2 separate regions of the Hordeum vulgare genome follow, and region 2 is linked to region 1. A link is a contact called in public Hi-C data. All regions are on one chromosome and are shown on one strand. The core of a region is the stretch at or near the end of the contact, and the rest is flanking DNA. Distances in the headings are between cores, read along the strand shown. Region 1 holds the start of LOC123443002 (transcription factor GTE8-like). Region 2 holds the start of LOC123443004 (aromatic aminotransferase ISS1).

The links. Hi-C and Micro-C count contacts between places; a contact is called where the count stands out from the background.
Region 2: a Hi-C map of leaf shows a contact between it and region 1, with 4 times the contacts expected there. The contact joins the promoter of LOC123443004 here to the promoter of LOC123443002 in region 1. A contact is called at or near these places in 3 of 6 Hi-C or Micro-C datasets (leaf and seedling) and 1 of 1 datasets of contacts at active chromatin or transcription factors (embryo).

What each region holds. Positions count from the first base shown.
Region 1 is chr3H:68,945,001-68,950,759 of MorexV3_pseudomolecules_assembly, forward strand. It overlaps LOC123443002 (transcription factor GTE8-like), which reads right to left and starts at 3,192. Exons shown (of 10, transcript XM_045119210.1): 1 at 2,710-3,192; 2 at 1,174-2,422; 3 at 944-1,081; 4 at 151-218. The coding sequence starts at 2,739.
Region 2 is chr3H:69,244,481-69,250,239 of MorexV3_pseudomolecules_assembly, forward strand. It overlaps LOC123443004 (aromatic aminotransferase ISS1), which reads left to right and starts at 3,673. Exons shown (of 9, transcript XM_045119213.1): 1 at 3,673-4,071; 2 at 4,151-4,198; 3 at 4,691-4,819; 4 at 5,591-5,650. The coding sequence starts at 4,009.

The sequences.
Region 1 (5,759 bases), core at 1,942-4,441:
ACTTTAGAGTGTAGATTCACTTATTTTGCTCCGTATGTAGTCCCCTAATAAAATCTCTAAAAAGACATATATTTAGGAACGGAGGGAGTAGTCCTTATTTTATTAACTGGCTTAACTGAAGGATCACTCAGTAAAAATTTGCCAAAGTACCTTCACAAGCTTTGCTGGGCTAACAACTTTTTCTGGTTCACTTTCAATGTCGCTGCCTGAGTCAGAATCTGCATTACCAACATAGCAAATACGATCTGAGGACACCTTTACGTGATAGATATATCAATACAGTAGGGTCTTGTAGACAACTGGGCTGACTGTTTAAAAAATAATACTCCCTCCGTCTCGAAATAAGTGTCTCGACTTCAATACAACTTTGTACTAAAGTTGACACTTAATTTGGGACGGATGGAGTAACTGGTACAAAGTATCTGTAGTTCCCAATAATAATTTCTAGAAAGCATCTATGGTGCCCTTGCAGCTATGCATGACTCCTTGCACCACATCAGTTCACTAAGAATCAGTGCCATCTGTGTGACACTGACATCATGAAACCCTAACTATATAGTTAAGTTTCTATGTATACTGCTAAGTCTCATGAAATATAATAATAGTTTCAAAAAATAAACAGCAAGCACAAATTTGAAGCACATGTCAAGCTCATATAATATTCGGAATTTCAGATGGTACCACTTAAAGTGAACTTTTTTTGCTTCACAACCTTACGTGAAGTCATAAATTCAAAGTTCACTAAAGTTTAGCCGCAGATATATTAAGAAATATGAACTAGCGTAAGCACAAACATCTATATAAAAAGAGCATGAGAAGGAACATACAGAGACAGTCAAAGAATCAAAGTAATAAGAGCAGTGTCTAGGAGAAACATGTTTTACAAGGATGTATCCTATGATGAACACAAATATAGATAACTAAATAACTCATATGTACACACCGCTGGATGAAGATCCTGAGTCACTGCTGGAACTACTTGGGCTGCCACATTTGTCAGTTCTGATCTGTGGATCCTTCTCTATCAATATAGGGGATGCATTGCCACAAATGTCGACATCTTCCTCAACAGGCTCAGAACCTGAGTGCACAAAAAGGACGATCTCTAACAACTGCATTGATGGCGTTGAAGTTAATTCTATTGAGAACCTCAAAGGGTACATGATAAAATACCTCTGCAGGGATTTGTGGACGAGTGACTGAGGCCAGAAACATTCACAGCCTCATTCTCAGAAGGCTGAGATTTTGTCTGCTGATGATCTCTTTCTTGCAAATACGCGTCAACATGCCTCTTCAGTTCAAATAATACTTCATCACTGAGTGCATGGATATCAATCTCTATCTCTCCATCCCCAATGTGCTCTGCTTTGTTGTCAATACACTGCTGTAACAAATCAATGATGTGACCAGGTAATTCTTCTGGGCCCTCGGTCAAAGAAGTTAAGCAGTCTCCAAAGGTTTCTCTCTCCTTGGATGTCATCTTTGGCTTCACAATCTCAGTTAGCCTGACAGGGTCTATTGATAGGTTACTTCGGTCCACAGGAGGGGTCTTCCTCCTCTTTGAGTCAGCCCTATCAGCCTCAACATGTGGCTTAGTGGCGGCAGTAGCTAACTTCTTCTCAACTGTTCTCCATCTGGACTCAAACATTTTATTCAGTTGAATGGCCAGATCATGCACTACATGCCCTCGAGGATTATAAGTTATCGCATTGTTAAAGGTCAGCCTGACATCAGCTGCAAAATCATATGGACTTGCGTAGGAACCAGAATCTAGCTTCTTCTTGATGGTCCCAAGGTCCATCGGGTGCTTGATAATGTCATTATAATCTGGAAGGTTCAGCTTTTCCACGTCTACTGGATCATTAAAAATATGACTACATTTCTGAGTCATCAGCTTCTTAAGGATAGCTTCGCACTGCTTCAGAATTGTAGCTTCAGGCAACACTGTAGACGTTTCAGGCCGGGGTTTTGTTGGCAAGAAGCGTCCCTTGGCACCACGGACAACATGGCTTCCCCGTTGCACTTTTTTAGATCTAGGGGCAGCTGACGATGAGAACGCAGGTGCTTTGCTGACAGGCATGATGGACAAAAACTCTGGCTTCTTGAGGAGTTCTCGAACCGAATCAAGCTCTGTCCGGAATCTCTTCCGAAGGTAGCGCCGCTCAGACGACGACATCTTAGACGGGACAAAGATCTCTCGCTTGACATCAAAGCCATCACTATTAAGGCTGATGCACTTGCGTTTTGGCACAGAGAAATCTTCCGAGCCAACACGAACAGGGCTGCCTGACTCACCCACAGTCTCTGCGTAACCCGCGCCACGGTAGGCTATTTCATCATAACTCCGTTTAGTCTGAATCTGCGGGCCAGACTCCATGCGGACCGTTGGTCCCATGTAACCAGGCGCCAGCGAGGCGCGGATCTGCAGAATAACGACAAACAGCTTCAGAAACCAAATTCAAATCTCTTGCCGGTTGAAACGAAAGCACACAAACCGAGATTTACATGCTGTGCAGCAAAACCCTAACATTACACCTGGCCCTGGGACCAATCCGTGCCAAGCGAGCCTATGTCATGGCTTGAAAGCGGGATATGGCAGCATCATTTGTTATGTTTTTACTAGTGAAATCAGTCAGATCTAAATCCAGACAGAAGCTACAAATGCACATGTCAACGAATGAAATTCAGATTGGAAGGGGATTAATTCACCTTAGGCTTGGAGATTGAGGTCGTTGGCATCTGGAACGAGACCGTGGGGCGCCCCGTGATCCCCTGCCCGGCGTCAACGCCCTCGGCGGCTGTGGCTCGAGGACAGATCCGCCGCTGTGGCTCGACGGTGAGCCGGCTAGCGCCTCCGCCCTCTGCCTACTGTGGGCAGGACTGCCGCCGGGTCACCGTGCGGGCGGGCCACGGGGCCTCCTGGGAGCGGGACGGCGAGCGGCCGCGGCGTGGATTCTCCGGGCTCCGGCCGCGGCGTCGGGTGAGACGGGAGGTGCAGGGTGCGATGCGGTGGGCGTCCGTGGCTGCTTATCCTTTTCCTCGACGAAGCGACCGAGCCCGAACCCCTTGTCCTCGCCGAAGCGACCGAGCCCGAACCCAAAGTAGAGTCGGTTCCTGCGCACGAGTCCAGTCTAGACCCGAAGTGGACCGGAGCTGAGAAGAGCGGAGCGAAACGGTACGATTCGATGCGACTTGACGCGCGGGGGACGGGCGCTCCCTCTAGGTGGGTATTTATAGGAGAGGCGGGGTGCGGTGGGCGGTGCGTGCCGGATCGTGGCCGTCGGTTCGCGGGGATCGGACGGGCAGAGGGGGAGATGTAGGCGCGGGGCCCGCCGGGACCGGCGTGACGTGGAGCGGAGCGCGCTTTGACTTTCTTCCAGAAGGTTTCTGGTTTGGAGAAGGATCGCGCGCTGTCCGACGATGTACCGTGGGGCGACGAGGTTTCCGGGCCCGCGTGTCATTGGGGTTGGGTAGGTTTCGTTCGGTCCCGTGCTGTTTGGGGAGCAGCCGTCTTTTGTCCGGCACGCGGGATCTGGGTGCGGGTGACGGCCTGCTGGATTTGGGGAGCGGTGTGACTTGGAGGTGAAGGCTGGTGACACGTGGAAGCAGGTGGGTCTTGAGACTCCTTTGTCTGCCTGCTGGGTGTTTCTCTCTTGTGAAGTGGAGCGACGGATTTCTTCTCGTCAAAAATGAAGCGAGCAAACCACGTACGGGATAGGAAAATTCCTATTTACCGTTGGATCATCAAAACTATTAGAGTAAAACGAGATTAAACGAAAGTGAATGGATGATTAGTCATGTTTCTATTCTTTATTTTAATAATAAAGCAATTAGTGTTTCTGTCGTTCGTCATTAATACTATCCCTAAAGTTGATATAAATTACCCACTATGCCACCCATAAGTAAAAAACGTTTCAGATTTTCCCACAGTTGCAGTTTGGTTTGTTATTATAAAGAGATGATACGAAAAGAGAGCACAGACACTCGTCCGCCATAGTGACTAAGGCATTGTTGTTCTACGTAGGTGACCAGCGTTTGATCCCCATCCTGTACAGTTTTTCCTTTCAATCCTTTTCTCACGCAGTGTCCTCCCTTCATGAGCCAGGCCGGCGTGTGCGGGGTTGGACTCTTTTATTTTTGTTCGTTTTTCTTTCTTCTTTTCTCATTTTGTTCTCATATTTCTACTCCCCCGTTTTTAAATATAAGACATTTTTGAGATTTCACTAGAACACTATATACGGAGCAAAATGAGTGAATCTACACTATAAAATATGTCTACATGCATCCGTATATAGTTTATGGTGTAATTTTTATTAGGTCTTATATTTAGAAATGGAGGGAGTATAAATTAATTCGGCATATCTAAATTTCCAAAGTGGTGAATTATAAAAATGTTCGCAAAATTATAAATTGTATGTGAATTCAATTTTTTTTAGGAAATCATAAAAGTTTCGTGGATTCAAACAATATTGGTGTATTTGTAAAAAAATCAAGATTTGAAAAAATAGACGGGAAATGATTATGCTCGTGATTTTGAAAAAATGATCGTGTGTTCAAAACATATTCGGGAATCGGAAATAAGTGTCCATCAAATTTATAAAATGTACACAAAAAGTAAAAAAAATTGTTCCCTGGTTTTAAAAAGGTAGAGTAATCTAAAAAATGTTTGTTGAGTCAAAAAATGCTCATGAACTTGAAAACTTTTTATGCATTTCAGAAAATCTTCGTAAACAAAACTAATGTTCGTGATTTTTTTGTGAAAATCCAAAATTTCAAAAAATGACAATTTAAAAGCTATTCACCAATTCAAAGTCTTCTATGTCTAGGATTTGATTAGATTTCCGAAAGTCTTTATATGTATAGACGTGGGAGTAGTTTGTGATCGATGAGATTTGTTTTAAAACTTTTAAGTATTTGCTTACGCAACATAATGACAAGTGTGGCGTGAAGTGGCAAGCTCATCACCTTAGAATTTAGCATGTTAAAAGTATTGTGCTCACGTGAACATCGTGACCATCATCAATGAGGGTGGGAGAGAAAGTTAAGTGGCAACATGATGAGCCACCATGTTAAAAGAGAGGATGTTCATATGTGAGGGTATTAAATCAATCATAAAAAATGCTTATATATCTATAGCACATACTATTTTTTGTCTCCGTTGCAACGCACGGGCATATTTGCTAGTGATTCTCAAGTATATATACATCTGAAAAAGGTGAAAAGAAGAGGTATGCGTTCGGAGGCATCCCTCGAGAACAGGTGTGTGTTGGTAATAAAGAGAGAAGAGACATGATTGTTTAGGGTTCGATACATCCTTTGCTAATTAATTTCTGACACTCCCCTTGTACAACACCGTTTCTTCAATGTTTCATTGTTGAAAGCTGCTTGCATATAGATCTTTCATCTTAAGAAATCTTTCATATAATCTTGAGAGTCTTTCCCCAAACCCCCGTAGGAAAAATGTGAGGAGAATAGAGTAGATATGTTGCTAAAACTCCTTTAAACCCAGTGAGAAAAGTAAGGAGAAAATGATGCAACATATGATGGTTATTGTCTCTTGATAACTCATATGAGAAAAACCTTTGAAGGAGAAAACTCATCGATAAGTTTAGAGAACAATTAATATGTCTTGAGTACTTCCTTTAAAAAACCCGATAGGGAAAATAGAAAATATAACATATGATCTTTGAGAAGATATTGCCTCACTAAAAACTATTACGAGAAACTTTGAGAGAAAACTCATAAGAAAAAAGAGTGCA
Region 2 (5,759 bases), core at 2,423-4,922, 300 kb after region 1:
TTTATTTTACCACGATGGCCCATCATATTACCACTTATTTTTTTTGCCATCCTCGTTGATGATGGCCCCGGTGTCCATGTTATCAAATTTTGTTACATTTTATCAAATTTCACACACATTTTCTTTGAATTCATGGATATGTTTTGAATACATTATCATTTTCAAAATCTTGAATATTTTATATTGGACGAATATATTTTTCAAAATTTTGAATTCTTTTACGATATCGGAACAGTTCTTTAAAATCATCAACATTTTTTAGTCCGTGAACATTTTATGTTTTCCTGAAACTTTATTTAAATTACCAAACATTTTATGATTTCATGATTCGTTTTTCCAAAACTCAAAACCTTTAAAATACAAAATTTTGAAAAATTCTGAATTATTTTATAGAAGAAAAATAAATTGAAATAAGAAACATTTCTCGGTAGGTGACAGTGGTTGTCAGGATGGCGGCGGTGGTCGGGTCAAGGCGAAAGGAGGGAGGACGGGAAGGTTTTGCGAGGAAAAAGGGAAACGGGAAAAAATATCCCCGATACGCGGGCGAGAGAAAAGACATAGGCAGGCGTCATGCACGTCCACGGCCTATTCATTTGGATATGAACCAGGTTTAAATTTAAATCTGAAATGAATCGCGAACGGACGAAAAACAAACACTTGTCCGTTTGCATCGGCTTGTGCCGCGTTTTGTGTGCCCATTCCACCCAAACAAACAGGCAGGGACGGACCAAACGTGAACATGCCTTGAAGTCGGCCTGAGCACCGAATGCATGATTCCATGCCGTCCCCCAAACCTCCAGCTCCATGCCGCATCATATGGCCGGCGTCACGTCACCGCTCACGCCTGAAACCGATCCGAGCCAGCCCAGTTCACGCACGGCACGCACGCCGCGACAGGGACCCGACGACGCAACCACCCACTCGCCCATCGCGTACAAATCAGAACCCAGCCTTGAGCCGGGGACCGGACGAACGGCGTACAGTCGTCGTCACCCGCCGCGGCCACGCCCACGCCCAGACTCCCGACCGCCCGGTAAGAAGCCAAGCCAAGCCGAGAAGGCCACTCCTTCCCTCCTCGTTCTCCTCGTGCGGGTAGTAGATAGATAGAGTTGATCGATCGATGACATCAATCGCGCGTCGCCGTGGACTCCCCTCGCGGGGTTGGTGGTGTGGTGCCACCCTCATCCGTGTCTGGTGCGTGCGTGCTGACTGGCTGGCTGGCCGGGTCTCTGCCTCCATCTCCGGGCCTTTTTTGTTCGCACCTGGAGTATAATACTAGTCCCAGATTTCCCTAGGAAACGGAAAGTGTTCCTCACCAGAGATCTAGCACCGGTGGTACGTACCTTCTAGGGTTCTTTAGCCTCACCTCCCAAAAGGAGGCTGTTTCCGTCTACAATACCTGGCCATTTGTTTGACCAGAATTGTCCGCGTTAAATACTGCCCCTTAAGACCTTGTTTGGCATGAAGGGGTGGATGGAGAGAGGAAGGGAGGGGGTCCGAGGATTTGATGAATCCCTTTCTTCCACCAAATCCTTTCAAATCCTCTCAATTGTCAATTCCCTGAGCCATAAAATAAGGTTTTTGAGCCGCGTGGGTAGGAAGAAATCGAAGGGGATTAGAAAGGATTGAAGGAGTTTGCTCACCACAAACCCTGTCCACCAAATAAACATGCGGGGAATTGCGGGGTTTCTGATCCCCTCGGAGATAATCCCCTACAAACCTCTTCAAACCCTGTGCGATCAAACAAGGCCTAAAAGCCACTCCAACAGACCGAAGTAGATTTTGTTATTTTGGATCGTACGTCCGCTCATACGTGTCCGCCTTTTTTCTAAGGGAAACGTTTCCGTTTTAAAAAAATGAATGGTTGATGCGTTTAACGGAATAGACACATTTTTTGATATATGTTCGTCTCATCATTTGATCAAACACGTAGCAAGCAAGCAGGGAGCTTGACGCCGGTGCACAAGTGTCGTCTTCGCGCAATGGGCGCTCCTGCTACTCCTGCCCCGCAACTCCGCCTTGCTGCTCACCCAACTCCCGCCTTATTGCTCCTGCCGCACCCCTGTAGCGCTCGTCCTGCTGCTCGCCACATCCTTTAGGTCCCGCCCCACCACGTCCAGCTACCCGGAGCTCGAGGACGTATCGAGTGCACCGACCTAATTCAGGCACCCAATGCATCGATGCTAGATGAGCCATTGGATAGAAAATAGAGGGAGATGATATGGCTAGAGAGATGGATAGCTGGTATATTTACAAAGTGGACCTTTTATTGTTTAGAAATCAACCCGCACCCCATTTCTCACATTCTTAGCCTTCCATCGGTAAAGTTGTTTGTTTATTTATTTTTTGTCCAAATAAAACCGGGTAATATATTCTTTGAATGGGATGTCGAATTTCAGAACTGTTTTTACTAACATCATTGTTTCGATGAGATCTGTGACCAAACATCAAGTTCTGAGTACAGTTTTAAAAGCAAAAAAGATAAATCAAAATATGTCCACTGTTGATATTCTCTCAAAGGTCTCGCCAAGATAAATACAACAACCAAAACCGATCCAAAATTAGAAATTTGATTTAAAATATATCATCCTTTTTGTGTTTGAGCCAAAAAAATCTGAACGTACACGATTTAGGAAGAAGAAATGTGCAGTTCGGGTTGATTTTTATAAAATGAAGGGGTGTCTTTGCAAAATGGCATACTCTCTCATTTGTGACCAAATCCGGGCCACTCTTTTTTCATCTATTGGCCTAAAACTTAGTGGTGCAATGGATGCACATATTTGCTCGGTGCATAGGATATGTCCTCCCGGAGCTCCGAGCCGCGCCGCCACACTCCGCAGCTGCCACCATAGCCCCGCCGCAACTCCGAGCCGAGCACGAGGCACCACCCTGCCCCCGCGGCCTCCACTGTAGCCCTGAGCTTGCGGTGAGCATGGTGACTGGGCGGTGAGCATGACGAGGCTAGGCGACGCCGCGTGAGCACGGACGCCACCACACCGGTGCACATGTGCGGTAGGAGCACGAGTTCTCCATGACGATGCTGCTTAGTGGGGCGGGGACAAATAGCCGGGCGCGCTCCACCCCGCGATCGGCGAGGCAGGTTCAACGGTGTGGCGGCAGCGACCTACGACAACGGCGAGGTTCGGCGGCGCAACGGCATCGACCTGCGAAAGCAACCAGTGGTCCAGTGAATAAAATAAAGAACAAAAAGAGGTGGATGGATGACAAACGGGACAAGCCCGGACACACACGAACGAGGGGACACATAAATGTGTCTTAAATTTGGAACGAAAATAGGTACGAACAAACACAAAGCGAATGTAAAACAGAAATAAGACTCCGCGTTGAGTCATCTTTTTTCCGCGCAGAACCAACAAACACGTTCGGATGAAATGGATCGTTCGGTTAAAATTGCTCTAAATCCCCAAGCAGCAAAAGAACTCTCATTTTATTTTGACACCGAACGGCTGCTAAAAACACTAGTGCTACATTGTCTTTCTCTCAATAGAATTGCATGCCTTTTCACCCGCAAAAAATAAAATAAAAATTGCATGCCTTCCGTTTTCATCTTAATAAAATCAAGACAAATTAGTCCCAGGAAGGAGAGAGAGAGAGAGCGCGCGCGCTCAACGCTTATCCACCTCCTCCTCCTCCTGGCCAGGAAAGTCCACGGGAAGAGACAGAAAAGAAGAACAAAAAAACAGTGGGAAAAAAAGAGTCCGGGCTCCTCGAATCTCTCACTAGTTTTCTTCCTTGTCTGCCTGCCCAGTGCCCAGTCCTCCGGCTCTGGGGTTGGTGAGCGAGCTCGCTCGGGATCAGTTGGCGACTACGGACCCAGAGCCAGAGGTCCTTGTCCGGGAATTATTTAGGCCGCCCTTCCTCCCAGTTCCACGCCTTCTTAGCCCCGCCCCGCCCCGCCTGCCTTCCCTGCTTCCTCTCCTCGGATCTCCGGCTCAAATCCGTCTCCCGAATCCCCACTTTCCAGCTTCTCGGAGGTCCCCGGAGGCCATGGGCAGCTTCGCCAAGCTGGCCAAGAGGTGCGTGGAGACGGAGGCGCCGGTCATGGTGAAGGTGATACAGGCCTCCCCACCTCCTCAACAATCTCCTGCCTTTATTATCCCCAAACAATTTCTTGTCTTTTTCTTTGCAGATACAAGAGCTGCTTCGAGGGGCCACGGATGTGATGTCGCTTGCGCAGGTAACCCCTGCTTGCCTGCCTGCCTGCAGTTACTTCTTCCATTGTGTTTGTTCCTGGAGTGTTGTTTGGAGGGATCCTAGGCTAATGGTATGAAAAAAAGATCGCGGAAAAGAAAGGCAAAATGTGAACTTAATGGATCAGTGAACCCCTATCTTGTCTCTGTAAATCTTTCAACTTATTGTAAGGTAATTCAGGAGTAGGTTACACGTGATAACTTGATATGTTCAACGTAACACGGCTATTGACTGTATATATCATGCACTGTCTTTTAAAAATGATTATATAATATCAAGCATGGGGGATCGGAGATTGACATGATTTACGCCCATGGGTTAGGTTTCCTGAAATGGTGTTTGTGCGAAGTGATACACCCCACATCTGTTTGTGACAGAATTGTGTCTGATGTTTTCCTATCAAGGCGAGCAGGCCATGCGTATTTACAAGAGATCCATCGGTTGTCTTCTTGTAATCTTGGGCAAATCTTGAATGCAGGGAGTTGTTTATTGGCAACCTCCTGAGACAGCCCTGAACAAGGTCAAGGAAGTTGTATGGGAACCAGCAACCAGTAAATATGGTGCTGATGATGGCCTTCCCGAGCTTCGAGAAGCACTTCTCGAGAAGGTACTTCTTTTCATCTGGAATTATATATTCCTTAGCATTGGATCATGTCCCCATGTTAGCAACCCTTGCACATAAAGCCGTTACCATGCAAGACAAAAACACCCATGTGCCTTCTGCTAACCCACTGTCATGTGACTTCTTTACTAGAGGTATTTGATCTTAGTGCTGAGACTAATTGTCAATCCAAAGTATGTTTTTCTGCTCATATACTTAGTTGATTAAAGGACAGCAGTATGCCATGTGTTTATGAGAGAAAAATGACAGTGGGTTATAGAGTCGAAGATGTGGTCCACAAAGTTATAGAGTTGAAGCACCACGTTGATCAGCTTTCGAAATCATTAGCCCGCATTTTAGCTTTTACTGAAGTCAAACTTTATAAAGTTTGACCAAGTTTGTAGAAAACAATATGAACATTTACAGTAACAAATTTATATGATGTGAATCTATATGCAATGATGCATCCAATGGTATTGATTTGGTGGTGTATATGTTAATATATTTTTCTACAAACTTGTTGAAAGTATTTAAGGTTTGACTTTATACAAACCTAATATGCGGAGTAAATAAAAATGGAGGGAGTACAATAAAACCTTCAATGCTTATTTAACTGTTTGTTGCTTACTGGGATAAGATTTTTTGTTGATAATATTTGGAGGATTACTATTGTTTAACTCGACTCTTGTTAGCCCTATCAGTATTTCTCTACATTGTCTTCTTGGCACTATAAACAGGTAGTGTATCCATTGCTGATATTTTAGGGATTGTTTGCAGCTTCGCAGGGAGAATAAGCTAACCAAGTCGTCAGTTATGGTGACTGCTGGTGCAAATCAGGTAAAACACATTACTTTTCATCTGGTTTATCACGGATTTCTCGTGCCTCTACTTTTGCATTGTTTAGCTGTCAGACTATAGGTTATTGTCCCCAATTTATGTCCTGTTT